3 separate regions of the Mus musculus genome follow, and all the other regions are linked to region 2. A link is a contact called in public promoter capture Hi-C data. All regions are on one chromosome and are shown on one strand. Each heading gives the region's core, a stretch centred on a gene start, on an enhancer-like site or on the middle of the called end of the contact. The rest is flanking DNA. Distances are from core to core; before and after follow the strand shown.

Evidence for each region. Promoter capture Hi-C pulls out the DNA fragments that hold promoters and counts their contacts.
Region 1: a promoter capture Hi-C map of the HPC-7 cell line shows a contact between it and region 2. The contact joins the promoter of Prkar2a here to the promoter of Tmem89 in region 2. A contact is called at or near these places in 7 of 39 promoter capture datasets (the 3T3-L1 cell line, the HPC-7 cell line, cranial neural crest and 3 more), 4 of 115 datasets of contacts at active chromatin or transcription factors (acute myeloid leukemia, embryonic stem cells and pancreatic cancer cells) and 1 of 9 other capture datasets (embryonic stem cells).
Region 3: a contact with region 2 is called in a promoter capture Hi-C map of hippocampal neurons, with 2.6 times the contacts expected there. The contact joins the enhancer-like site here to the promoter of Tmem89 in region 2. A contact is called at or near these places in 8 of 39 promoter capture datasets (the 3T3-L1 cell line, hippocampal neurons, liver and 3 more), 1 of 484 Hi-C or Micro-C datasets (bone marrow-derived macrophages), 1 of 115 datasets of contacts at active chromatin or transcription factors (embryonic stem cells) and 2 of 9 other capture datasets (adipose tissue and embryonic stem cells).

The regions. Positions count from the first base shown.
Region 1 is chr9:108,690,290-108,693,846 of GRCm38.p6, forward strand. It overlaps Prkar2a (protein kinase, cAMP dependent regulatory, type II alpha), which reads left to right and starts at 1,854. Exons shown (of 11, transcript NM_008924.3): 1 at 1,854-2,423. The coding sequence starts at 2,168.
Region 2 is chr9:108,913,028-108,916,578 of GRCm38.p6, forward strand. Tmem89 (transmembrane protein 89) reads left to right here and starts at 1,592. Exons shown (of 2, transcript NM_027066.1): 1 at 1,592-1,930; 2 at 2,338-2,536. The coding sequence starts at 1,607. The coding sequence ends at 2,523. Slc26a6 (solute carrier family 26, member 6) reads left to right here. Exons shown (of 20, transcript NM_134420.4): 20 at 1-22.
Region 3 is chr9:108,753,073-108,756,834 of GRCm38.p6, forward strand. No RefSeq gene overlaps it. Among named protein-coding and RNA genes, the nearest start is that of Gm24259, 16 kb to the left of the region's middle. Within about 2 kb of position 1,504, at least 39 of the 459 cell types and tissues checked have an H3K27ac peak or open chromatin away from gene starts, as enhancers often do. A contact at or near this core is called in adipose tissue, embryonic stem cells and hippocampal neurons, where this site is marked.

The sequences.
Region 1 (3,557 bases), core at 604-3,103, 220 kb before region 2:
AAGACATGATAATGTGGGAAGACTGGAACTTGGAGTTGTGAATTTACCTTTCCACAAGCTTGGCTGTAGGGTTGCTTGCAGAGAGGCAATTCCCTTGGTAATATGGTGCAGTGGTGGGGGGGGTCACATCTAGGTTTTTTGGATTGTAATGGCAAGATTTGAATCCTGGAAAACTTTTAAGAGTTGGCTAGACTGGGCCGTGGTGGTGCACATCTAATCCCAGCACTCAGGAGACAGATCTCTGAGTTCAAGGTCAACCTGCTCTAAAAAGTGAGTTCCAGAACAGCCAGGACTACACAGAGAAATCCTGTTTTGAAAAACCAAACCAACAACCTCTCCCCTCCTCCCATACCCCCCCAAAAAGAGCCAGTCTGCTCAAGAGAAGACCCATCTCCACTGTGTTGCTTTGCTTTTTTGTTTTTGATTTGAGATAGTTTCATGTAACCCAGGCTAGACTTGAATTATGTAGCAGCTTTGAAAGAAATGATACATATTATGAGACTGAAGTCAGGAGAGCAGTTTCTGCTTCTTTTGTTGCTGAAATGTATCATTTGTTCCTTCTTCATTCATTCATTCATTCATTCAGTCTTCACAAGTATGCTGTCAGTGCCTCCAGCCAGCATGCTGGATACTGCTTCGCCGCCACTCAACATACATTCAGGGACACATAGCTGTTTGTAGTCTCAGGTCTACCTAGCTTACAGCCTGGACTGGCCCCTACATTGAGTACCTCAGTAAGGTGTTCCCCTGTCACCATACACAGCTCAGTTCCCAGCAGCCTGAGGTTTTGGGTTTGTGCCAGGCCTTTATGGGCGGTGCTAGTGGAGATCTTAATTAATACTGGTTAATTACCAGGTGGTGCTTAACAATCCCAATACCCTTCAGGTTCCCAAGCTCACGAGTTGCTGGCTGGTTCCGGCAGGGAGAGGGAGAACAGTATTCTCGCTGGCTCTTTGGCCAGCACCTAGGCTGGATATTCCAGAAAGGTCTGTAACTTCTTTTGTTCAAGTTTGGTGACAGGAGGAAACAAGTTGAGGAACAGCAGGTGCCTCTCTAGTTCACCTCTGCCCTCTTCCCAAAGGCAAAAGACAACACGGTCTGTGGTCTGCTCAACTTCACCAAGTAGTGTGGCCCAGGGTTGAGTGGGGAGGAAGGAGGACTCTAAGTCTAGGCCTGAAGACCAAGATGGAAGTGTCCAAAAGGAGGAACAAGCCCCGAGGTCTGTCCAGCTCCTGGCATTATTCTGCTTTCTTACTGCCCACAATCGGCTGAGCGAGCTCTTTCAGGGTTATTTCTCTGCTTGAGGCTCACAAGTGACTATCTCACTGAAACTTTTACTTCCTACAAAGCCTTCCCCCTTTGACATCTCACGACGTCATATTAGACTCCTTAGGACCTCAGGCAGTCAGGCACGCATCGTTCTACCTGTCAGTCAAGGTGGTTCTTCTGACTTGACTAGGTCTTTGTTCCTGTTGTACAGGACTTTCCTCCAGATCGTTCTCTGGGCAAACCTGCTCAGTACTTTAGGCTTAGCATTAATGTCGTTCCCTAGAGTAAGCCCTCTGGCCCTCCACTAGAGCAGGGGTCAAGGTGAGGTGGTCCTGTGTCACTTCAGTGACCCTGGCACTCCTTTAAGAGGCTCGCAGCATGCTCCGAAAGCATGAGTGAAAGGTTTTTGTGACCAGGCGAGACGCACTAACCAGCCCGCCTCGCAGCCGGGCCACTCTTTCCTCATCTCCGGGGCCTCCCGCACCTTGACCATGGGCTGCTCCGAGAGCGGGAGGCTCAGCGGCGCACGCGCACTCTGGGCCAGCTCCTGGCCGGGGACGCGCACGCCCGCGGCCGCGTGCGTCACAACCCGGGCGCCTGCCGCGCCCGTCCAGCTTGCCTGCCCGGCGGTCCCCGCGGCGGCGGCGGCGCGGCGGCGGCAGCGGCGGCGGCTGCGGCCGGGTGACAACAGCAGCGGCGCCAGGCTGGCTTGCTAGCGGAAGGGTCGCGCGGCCCGCACAACAAACTCAGACCCGGCCAGAATAAGGCGCGACGCGAGGAAGGCCGAGACGGGCCGCGCGGGAGACCGCGGGCGCGGAGTGACAGGCCGGCGTGAGGGAGCGCGCAGGTTGCAGCCGCCGGCCGCCCGGACCCGCCGGGCCCCTCGGACGTCGCAGGCATGAGCCACATCCAGATCCCCGCGGGGCTCACGGAGCTGCTGCAGGGCTACACCGTGGAGGTGCTTCGGCAGCAGCCGCCCGACCTCGTCGACTTCGCGGTGGAGTACTTCACACGCCTGCGCGAGGCCCGCCGCCAGGAATCAGACACGTTCATCGTCTCCCCGACGACCTTTCACACGCAGGAGTCCAGCGCAGTCCCCGTCATCGAGGAGGACGGGGAGAGTGACTCGGACTCGGAAGATGCCGATCTGGAAGGTAGGCGGGCGGGGCAAGGCCGAGGTGCGATGTGGGCACCGAGTGAAGGGTTCAGGGAGGGACCCGAGGGCCGACCAGGGGTGCCCTGGGCTCGGCTCCCGGCCTTACCCTGGGCCGAGACCCGAGAGCTCTCCAGCCCAGCTGCTTGGGTTCCCCGGCGTGTGAGCATTCCAAATTGAGCTCCGCGGTTCTCTGAGCCCGAGCGTTCACGGAGAGTGATTTGTCAGATTCTGCCTTGAATGAAGCGTGCGCGTTCTTTGGTCCGCGTGGTGGCGCGGAGCTTGAGTCGGTCCCGCCAGAAGCTGCTCTGCCTCTTTGCCTTAGACCCCATAGCCTGCTTGCTTTCCGAAGACAAGAGCACCAGCACCCGGCAGCTCGCCCCGAATAAACCGGATGATCATTTCATTTGCAAAGAATTCCGTTTTGGAAGAGTTATTGCTGAAAACTGTTGGAGACGAGGCCGATCGCCTTGATTAAGCAGGAACTCAGTAGGTAGTTCAAGCTGACCTCGAACTTGGGGTCAACTATCTACCTCTGCCTCAATGAAAACCTTATAAGCATACACATAAGAGGAACGATGAGCTGAGCCCCTCCCTAAATGCTGTCACTCACATTCAGTAGCTGAACCTCCTCCCCCAATACTGCCTGCCGCTCACATTCAACAGTTATCAATATTTTCACTATTGTTTTACCTATATATATATTTCCTCTCTCCCTTTGCTCAAGTATGTAAAGGAAATTTCAGTTATGCCATTTTATTCGTGTCCAGTTAATTATGCGTTCCTCCTTCTCTTCCTCCTCCTCCTCCTCCAAGTTTCGATATGGTTAAAACAATTGAATCAAACTGGCGAGCATAATCAATACCTCGATTCCAGTGTTGATTGCAGGGAAGTATACAAGTAACATTCTACTCATTTGATTTAAGTAAGACTGTCAAAGAGCAATTTTATTTCCTCGGTTGCTTCCACTTATGCTTTATTAACATAATAGAGTTAGCCTGCTTTAATTGTTTTAATTTTAATTAATCCCCCCCCCCTTTTTTTTGAGACAAAGTCTCACTGTGTAGCCTTGGATGATGTAGACCAAATTGGCTTTGACCTCATGAGATCTGCCTGCCTCTGCCTCCTGAGTAGT
Region 2 (3,551 bases), core at 342-2,841:
TAAATTTGTCTGTCCAACTTCAGGCTCTGCTGTGGCATGGTCAGGGTGTGGCTGGGGTGTCGAGTGGTCTTCAGCACAGACTCCCAATCCTTCTTATAAACCCTAAGGTAGACAGAACTAGGGTGTAAGATTTGGGGAGATCAGGGACAGGCAGAGAGCAAGCTGAGTCGGGCAGCGGTGGCACCCAGGATGGGTTAGTATTTTATAAGCTTAAGGTTCTCTTCAGTTTTACAGACAGTCCTTTAGCTCTAGCTGGGAAAAAATAAATGGAATCAAAACTGTAGATCAGGACAGAGCCATTCTCGGGGATAAACCCGGTTAAGAGGCAGGGTGAAGTTGGTGTTTCTGAGAGATGTGGCGTGAACCCCTGAGCTCCCAGCTAAAGAACAGAGCCATTCACATGGTCTGCTGCTGGATTTAAAAGTCAGGGTTATGAACTGCTTACTCATAGAGCACTGAGATCGGCAGAGCATGTCAGTCAAGAAGCGGCTGACTTCAGGCATAAAACAGCAACATGAGTTGGTCCCTTGGGCCACTGACCCCGTGATGGGAGGGATAGGGCAGTGGGCTCCTAAGCAGTAAAAGGGAGGGTAGCCTCATGGGTTGCCTGGTGGTTACACATGGGAATGCCCAGAGAATGCAATACCCACATTTCCTGCCCAGAACTCATGAACTTCACTATTCATCAGGTACGCTCCAGGCGCGGTGCTAGGTACCGGGCAAGTTCCCAACTGTAGATAGAGGCTTCCTGACCTCCAAATCACCCAGGCACCCTTGCCTGGGCCTATTTATCGTGGCTTTTGCCCGTGTCTGGCACCAGAGTGTTTACAAGCCATCTGAGCTCCCGCCAAAACGCAGAGGAGGAAGGCAGTGCTTTTTGTTCATCTGTTCTGTCACGCTCCATTCTGGCACTGGGTCTGGGTGCTCGGTAAATATTGTTTGAATGAAGACCTGGAGCCAGAGGCAGACCTCAAACAAGAACTTGTCAGGCTGGCCTCGGATGGGTTCTAGGAGGAAGCCGGTATGTTTTTATAGTTTGAGAATAAAGATGATTATGTAGGTAGCCAGAAATGCTCTAAAGAAAATCGGGTGGGGGTCAATGCTAGAGGAGAAAGGACTCTACCACCAAGGTAGTCATGGAGGGGTGACGGCAGTATGTGAGGCTCTCTCTAACCTTGGAAAGGTGACTTTCTAGGAGGGAAGCCATGCTCTTTCAGCACAAGGAAGGGTGGTGAGGGAGGTCTGAGTGAGGCAAGGACAGCAGCCAGCAGAAAACTTCAAGGAAGCCACACTTGGAAGTGCTTGCAGAGTGGAGCTGAGCTGGGTTTCGGAAGCTTCCCTGTGCTCTGTTTTACCAGCGTGGCAGTTGCTAGCCGAGTGGAGAACATTGGACCCTAAAGGCAGCAGGGTGCTTAGATTAGGGAAGGATGATAGGAGGGTTGGAGTCCATCTCCCCACTTCCCATCATCTGGCCAAGCTGTATTTTGAAAGGCCATGGGCCCAGCTGGAACCTGCTGCTGCCTCAGAGCTGGGCCTGCTCTTGGGGGAGGGGTGTTTGCCCGTTGCCAAGGTACCAGGGTTCCGGCTCCTCGAAGTGTTAACAGTCATGCTGTACACATTGCTCTTAGTGCCATCGCTGTTCCTGTTGGTGATGCCTGTCCCTAGCCAAGGCTGGTCTAGGCCCCTCTGGTACCAAGTAGGGCTGGACTTGCAGCCCTGGGGCTGCCAGCCAAACAGCCCAGATATCTGGGGCTGCCAGCCAAATAGCCTGGATAGCTGCAAGAACAGTCTGGGTTGCCCTGGCTACTGGTTGGGCCTGGGAGGAAATCGCATCTACCCCGTGGCTGGGGTCACAATCACCACCACCATGTTGCTGGTTGTCAGCCGTGTGATAGTGCACCGATGGCGAGCTAAGGTTGCTAAGGGTCAGGTGAGCACAGCTCCACTCTGTCCTCTGCAGTTCCTGCTTCTGCTCATGCCCCCTGGGCCATGCCTCCCACTCAACCTTCTTCCTATCACCCTGGCTTAGGGCCTGTGGGCTTCCTGTCTGATCCTGTCCTCCTCCCTGTGACCTGTTCTTGCATCTCCACAGAACCTATGTCTACAACCAATCCATCCCTATCATTCCTTAGGACTAGTCCTCTGGTCCATCTGTCCCCATTCCCATTCTTCATCCAGCCACCATGGGCCCCAGGGCCACCTAGCCTCTGGAGACCCAGTGACCTATTCCCCTGTCCCCCCATCCTCTTTGACACTTCCCCACATCCCTTCTCTCTAGCTCCACTCTCACGCTGGTCCCTGGCCCTCCTCCACCCTCACACTGGTCCTATATTTCAGCTCCCAGCAGTGACCTCCAGCTCCGGCAAACACTGGAAAGAGCAGCCCACTGTCTCAGACCGCACGCTGGTCCTCAGGGTCCTTCACATGCTGGACGCCATCCTGCTCCACATTGAGGGCCACCTGCAGGGGCTGGCTTCCCAACAACAAATTCAAATAAAAGGGTCCCCCCCTCAGTCTGGGTGACCCAATATATGCTTCTCTTTCTCCGATTGTTGTCAAAGATCAGCTCTGACGTTCAGGGTAAACGGAGACAGGGCATAGGAATGCTCTTCTTTTTTGGTCCCACAAAAGAGATCAGTGAAAAAAAAAATTCTACTCTAGCTTATATATCCCAGCAAAATCTTTTAAGCAGTATAGAAATAATATGATTACATTCTATTTTTCTTTTAGTGAATGATTATAAAACAAAACAAAACAGTAGGTTCCTCAATATCTTTACATGAAAAAACATTTTGCATATTACAGGTTAAAAAAAAAACCAGAAATTATTCCCAAGAACCCACATACATCTGTAACTAAGCAACTTGTTATAGATTAGTGTGGTGTGAGCAAGCAAGGTAAGTTTCTCAGCCAGTTTGTCTAACTGGCAGGCAGCATTTCGTGATTACAAAGAAAGAATCTATTTTATTATTTATCTTAAGTAATCCTATAACTATTTAAAAGAATCACAAATCTAAACTTTTATATAAAAAACTACTTGAAGACCTCAGAATGCACAATAGCAATTTTTATTAAATCATATCAGGAAGCTGAGGGCAAAAATGGATACAAGAAATGAATCATCACCAGTCCAGCCTCCAATCTAGCTAGATTGTTCTTGTTCTCTGACCTCAAAAAGTCCCCAGCTCAATTATTAAGAGTGTGTTTTTCTGAACTTCAAATTGTTTCCTAAGATTTTCTACATCAGAGCCAGTAGCAAAAACATCTCAAGCTAAGTTCACTAGCAGTTTGTTTTTCCAAATGCTAAGGGTGGCAGTCATTGCTGACAATCTCCATCTCTAAGTTCTTCCTTCTCCAGGCCGTGATAGAACCATAACCTGCTCCAGCAGCAATGCCTGAGAGAGATCAGGCATTAGCACTGTGAGTGCCAGAGATACGGCCCAGCGAGGGACTGGAAGCCCCTTTGAATTTTCATATAATTCTTAAGAGGGATGTGAGAGCCAGACAGTGGTGGCACCCGCCTTTAATCCCAGCATATGGGAGGCAGAGAC
Region 3 (3,762 bases), core at 254-2,753, 160 kb before region 2:
CCAGTTAAGAGTCACAAGGAAGTGTAAAGTTACAAGAGTCACAAGGAATACCTGGTAATTGTTAACTCTCAAGACAGCTTCTAAGAGCCCCTAACAATAGCACATTTGCATTGCAGGTTCTGGGTGACTTTCTTTGAATGAGCACTCTTTGAACCCAGGAAGCGGGTGGGTCGCTATCTCTTTTATGATTAGCATACCTTTACAAAGGCCACATTCCCAAGCCTGGGCCTAAAGGCCTAGAATTCTGTTTTTACGTTGTTGTACTTTCAAAACTTGACAACGGTTGGCCAGAGATGCGCTTTTGGCCGAAGTTGCTTTCTGTTCAGACAGGTGGCCAAGAATCAAGTTTTCTTGTGGGTGTCCATTTTGTGTGACCTTGAGCTGCAGCTCTGCAGTTTTCCACTTCGGTCAGCAGGGGGCAGGCTATCCCTGACTCCCTTTGGGCTCTTGGCCTTCTATCCTAGAACTGCAGCCAATCCCAAGTGAGAAACTCAATCTCATCCAAGTCTCAAGTCTCCATCAGCCTCCAAATCTCAGCTCAGATCCCAAATGAGAGACAGTTCCCCAGGCAACCACAGCCTCGAGCAGAGCACAGTGGGAAAACGTGTCCCTCAGACCTTGGCGTTTAGGTCACCATCCCAAGCTCCTGGCGGACGCTGCCCAAAGGACAAAAGGGAATTCTGATCTGGGCCTCAGATTGCCCCTCTGGGAAACCACATACTTACCAGAGGGTAGCTATCCGTTCTGCCCTAGCTTGTTTTGTTTTGTTTTGGTTTGGTTTTGGTTTTGGTTTTCGAGACAGGGTTTCTCTGTAGCCCTGGCTGTCCTGGAACTCACTTTGTAGACCAGGCTGGCCTCGAACTCAGAAATCCGCCTGCCTCTGCCTCCCAAGTGCTGGGATTAAAGGCGTGTGCCACCACACCCGGCCTGCCCTAGCTTTGCCTAGACCCTTGCCCTATCAGCTGGTGACTTTAGTAAAGGTTAGTTAGGGTCCAGGGGCTGGTTTGTTTGCTCCTTGTGCTCTGCTCAAGACTGGAATGTTCTGGATCATAGCAAAACCAGCCCCCACTGCCTGATACAGAGTGGACCTTCTAATAGTTAACCAAACAAGCTAGTTTTACTAAATAGAAGGCCAGGCTCAGGGTCAGCAAGAGAACTCAATGGGTAAAGGTTGTCAAACCTAACAAGCTGAATTTAGTTCTCTGCAAGAATTTATTCCTGCAAATTGTCCTCCGACCTTCACTCCCCATCCCTCTGTGTGTGTGTGTGTGTGTGTGTGTGTGTGTGTCATTAACTCATATATCTCTCCCATCCATTCCTATACAAAATTTAAAACCTTAAAAATGTATTTAAAAAAACAACAACGCAAAGGCCTGGCACACAGTGTGAAGGCAGGGGCGCATTGAGAGTGTGGGTGGAATTGGGGCTCACAGACTGGGCATCCATCCAGCACAATGGGAATCTTTCAGCTGGCCCCTCAGGGCTGTGTGCTGCCTGGAAGCACTGGGGACATTGGGGACATTGGGGACACAGTGTGCATGTCTAAGATGTGCTGGGAACCGCCTCCACCCTGGCCCTGTGGAACACTTTTCTTGGTAATTTTCCTGTTTTGTTCTGGGAGAATATCCTAGCGATGATTTACAGCAGCCAGCTCCCTTCCTGAATGACCCATGATCTGTAGCTGTGGAGAGGGATGGGCTCAGAGGAGACACGAATATCACTTCCAGCCCCAGTGAGGACACTGTGTCTCTAGCCTTGAGTTGTGTGTCTGATGCCAGGTACCAGAGACCCAGGGCAGACTTTACACCATGAGGACTGGGAGGAAAGGCACAAATTTAGGAGCATAAAGGGAAGGGGATTCTGATAAATGACAGGTCCCAAGTCAATATTACCTCCTTCCAGGCTCAGATACTAGCAAAGAGGGGTGCTTCTTAAGTCCCCAGATACAGCCAGAAAAGGGCAGAGAGCAGCAGCCTAACACACCAGCCCAGAGACCAGATTTGATCTCACCAGACTCTGAAGATCTCCTTCAGTATCTGCTAGCCATCCTTCTCCAGGGTCCTGAAGGCCACGCGTAACATCTTGTACCCCTACCATGATGCCGCTAATGACCTTATCATGTTTGCAGGGGCAGAAACCAAGCCATGTGCTGCCAGTGTCAGAATCCTCTGTATCTGCTAACGATCCTATAGCTCCTGCTCCAAGACTCGGCCTCCTTCTTGACACCATCCTGGAGACTTGCTTGTGAGTGCCACGCCATTACCCCTGTCACCTCTCACTCTTTCCACACCCTATCCATGCCTCCCCAAAGACTTTTAGTGACAACCAGTGTGTGTGCCAGCTGAGCGATGCGCATCTCTCCGGTTTCCTTCCCCATCCCGATCACTCTCCTCTTGAGCAGCTGCAATAGACAGAAGCCGCAGGGGTCTGGGATCTCCCTTCTCCTTCCCCAAGAACAGGGATGGCTTGGAGTTTTATCGCCACCAGGCTGCAGGGCCATCTTAGACATAGGTGCTCCTCGGTTCTGTCCCCTACTCTCTGTCAACAGCAGCCGCAGTCCACAGTGGTCCCATTAACCCCACTGCTCTCTCACTCTTGGCCTTCATTCTGGCTCCTAGCCCCAGTTTTAGTCATTCTTCAGGTCACTGGGTAGGGTGAGTGGTGCAGGCTATCAGTGTCTATACAACTATCGTTTGTATCTACATATCTTTTTGAATGGGATGCCATGTCACCCTGGGGGTGGCCTTGAAATCACAATTGTCCAACCATGGCCTTCTGAGCCTGCTGCTCCCTTCTAACTCATCCTCCTCCATCTGCTCTTCTTTTCTTCTTCCTCCCACCCCCCCCCCACCGCCTCCTGTTGAGATGGAGACTTGGCTATGCAACTCTGCCTGGTTTGGAACTCACTATGTAGACCAGGCTGGCTGTCCCCAAACTCACAGAGATCCACCTCCACCTGCCTCTGTCTCCTGAGTGCTGGAGTTAAAGGTTAAAGGCATGGCACTACAATCTCTCTCTCCCCCTCCCCCCTCCCTCTCCTACTCCCACTCCCCCTCCCCCTTTCCCCCTCTTCCCTTCTTCCCTCCCCCTCCCCTTATAGCGATTCTCCAGTCCTCAGCAAAACTCTGAGATGAGACCATACTTGACATTTCTCTTTGGATATGGGGGAGCCTTACTGTTTCCTTGATTGAACTTGAGTTCCTCTCAAAATCAAAACAGGCTGCAGAGGTAGCTGTTGGTAACATACCTGCTAAGAAAACATGAGAGAGAACTGAGTTCAACTTCTAGCACTCACATTTTTTAAAATTTATTTTTTATGCATTGTTGTGGGGCTGTCAGATTCCTGGAACTATGGTTACAGACAGTTGTGAGCTGCCATGTGGTTGCTGGGAACTGAACCCAGATCCTCTGGAAGAGCAGCCAGTGTTCTTATCCACTGAGCCATCTCTTCAGCCTCCACATTTTTTTTTAAAGCAAGCCGTGATGGTACACATCTTTAGTATTGGTACTACTCAGGAGGTAGAGGCAGGCAGGTCTCTATGAGTTTGAGGTCAGTCTGCATAGTGAGTTCTAGGACTGCCACACTTACTGAGTCCCTGACTCAAAAACAAAAATAACAATGAAAAATAATAAAAACCACAGGGCAGGGGGCCTAACGGACGACTCAGCAGGAAAAGGTGCTTGTCTGGCAAACCTGAGGACCTCAGTGCAATTCCTGGAAACCCACGGAAAGGGAAAAGGTTGGAAGCAACTTCTCAAAGT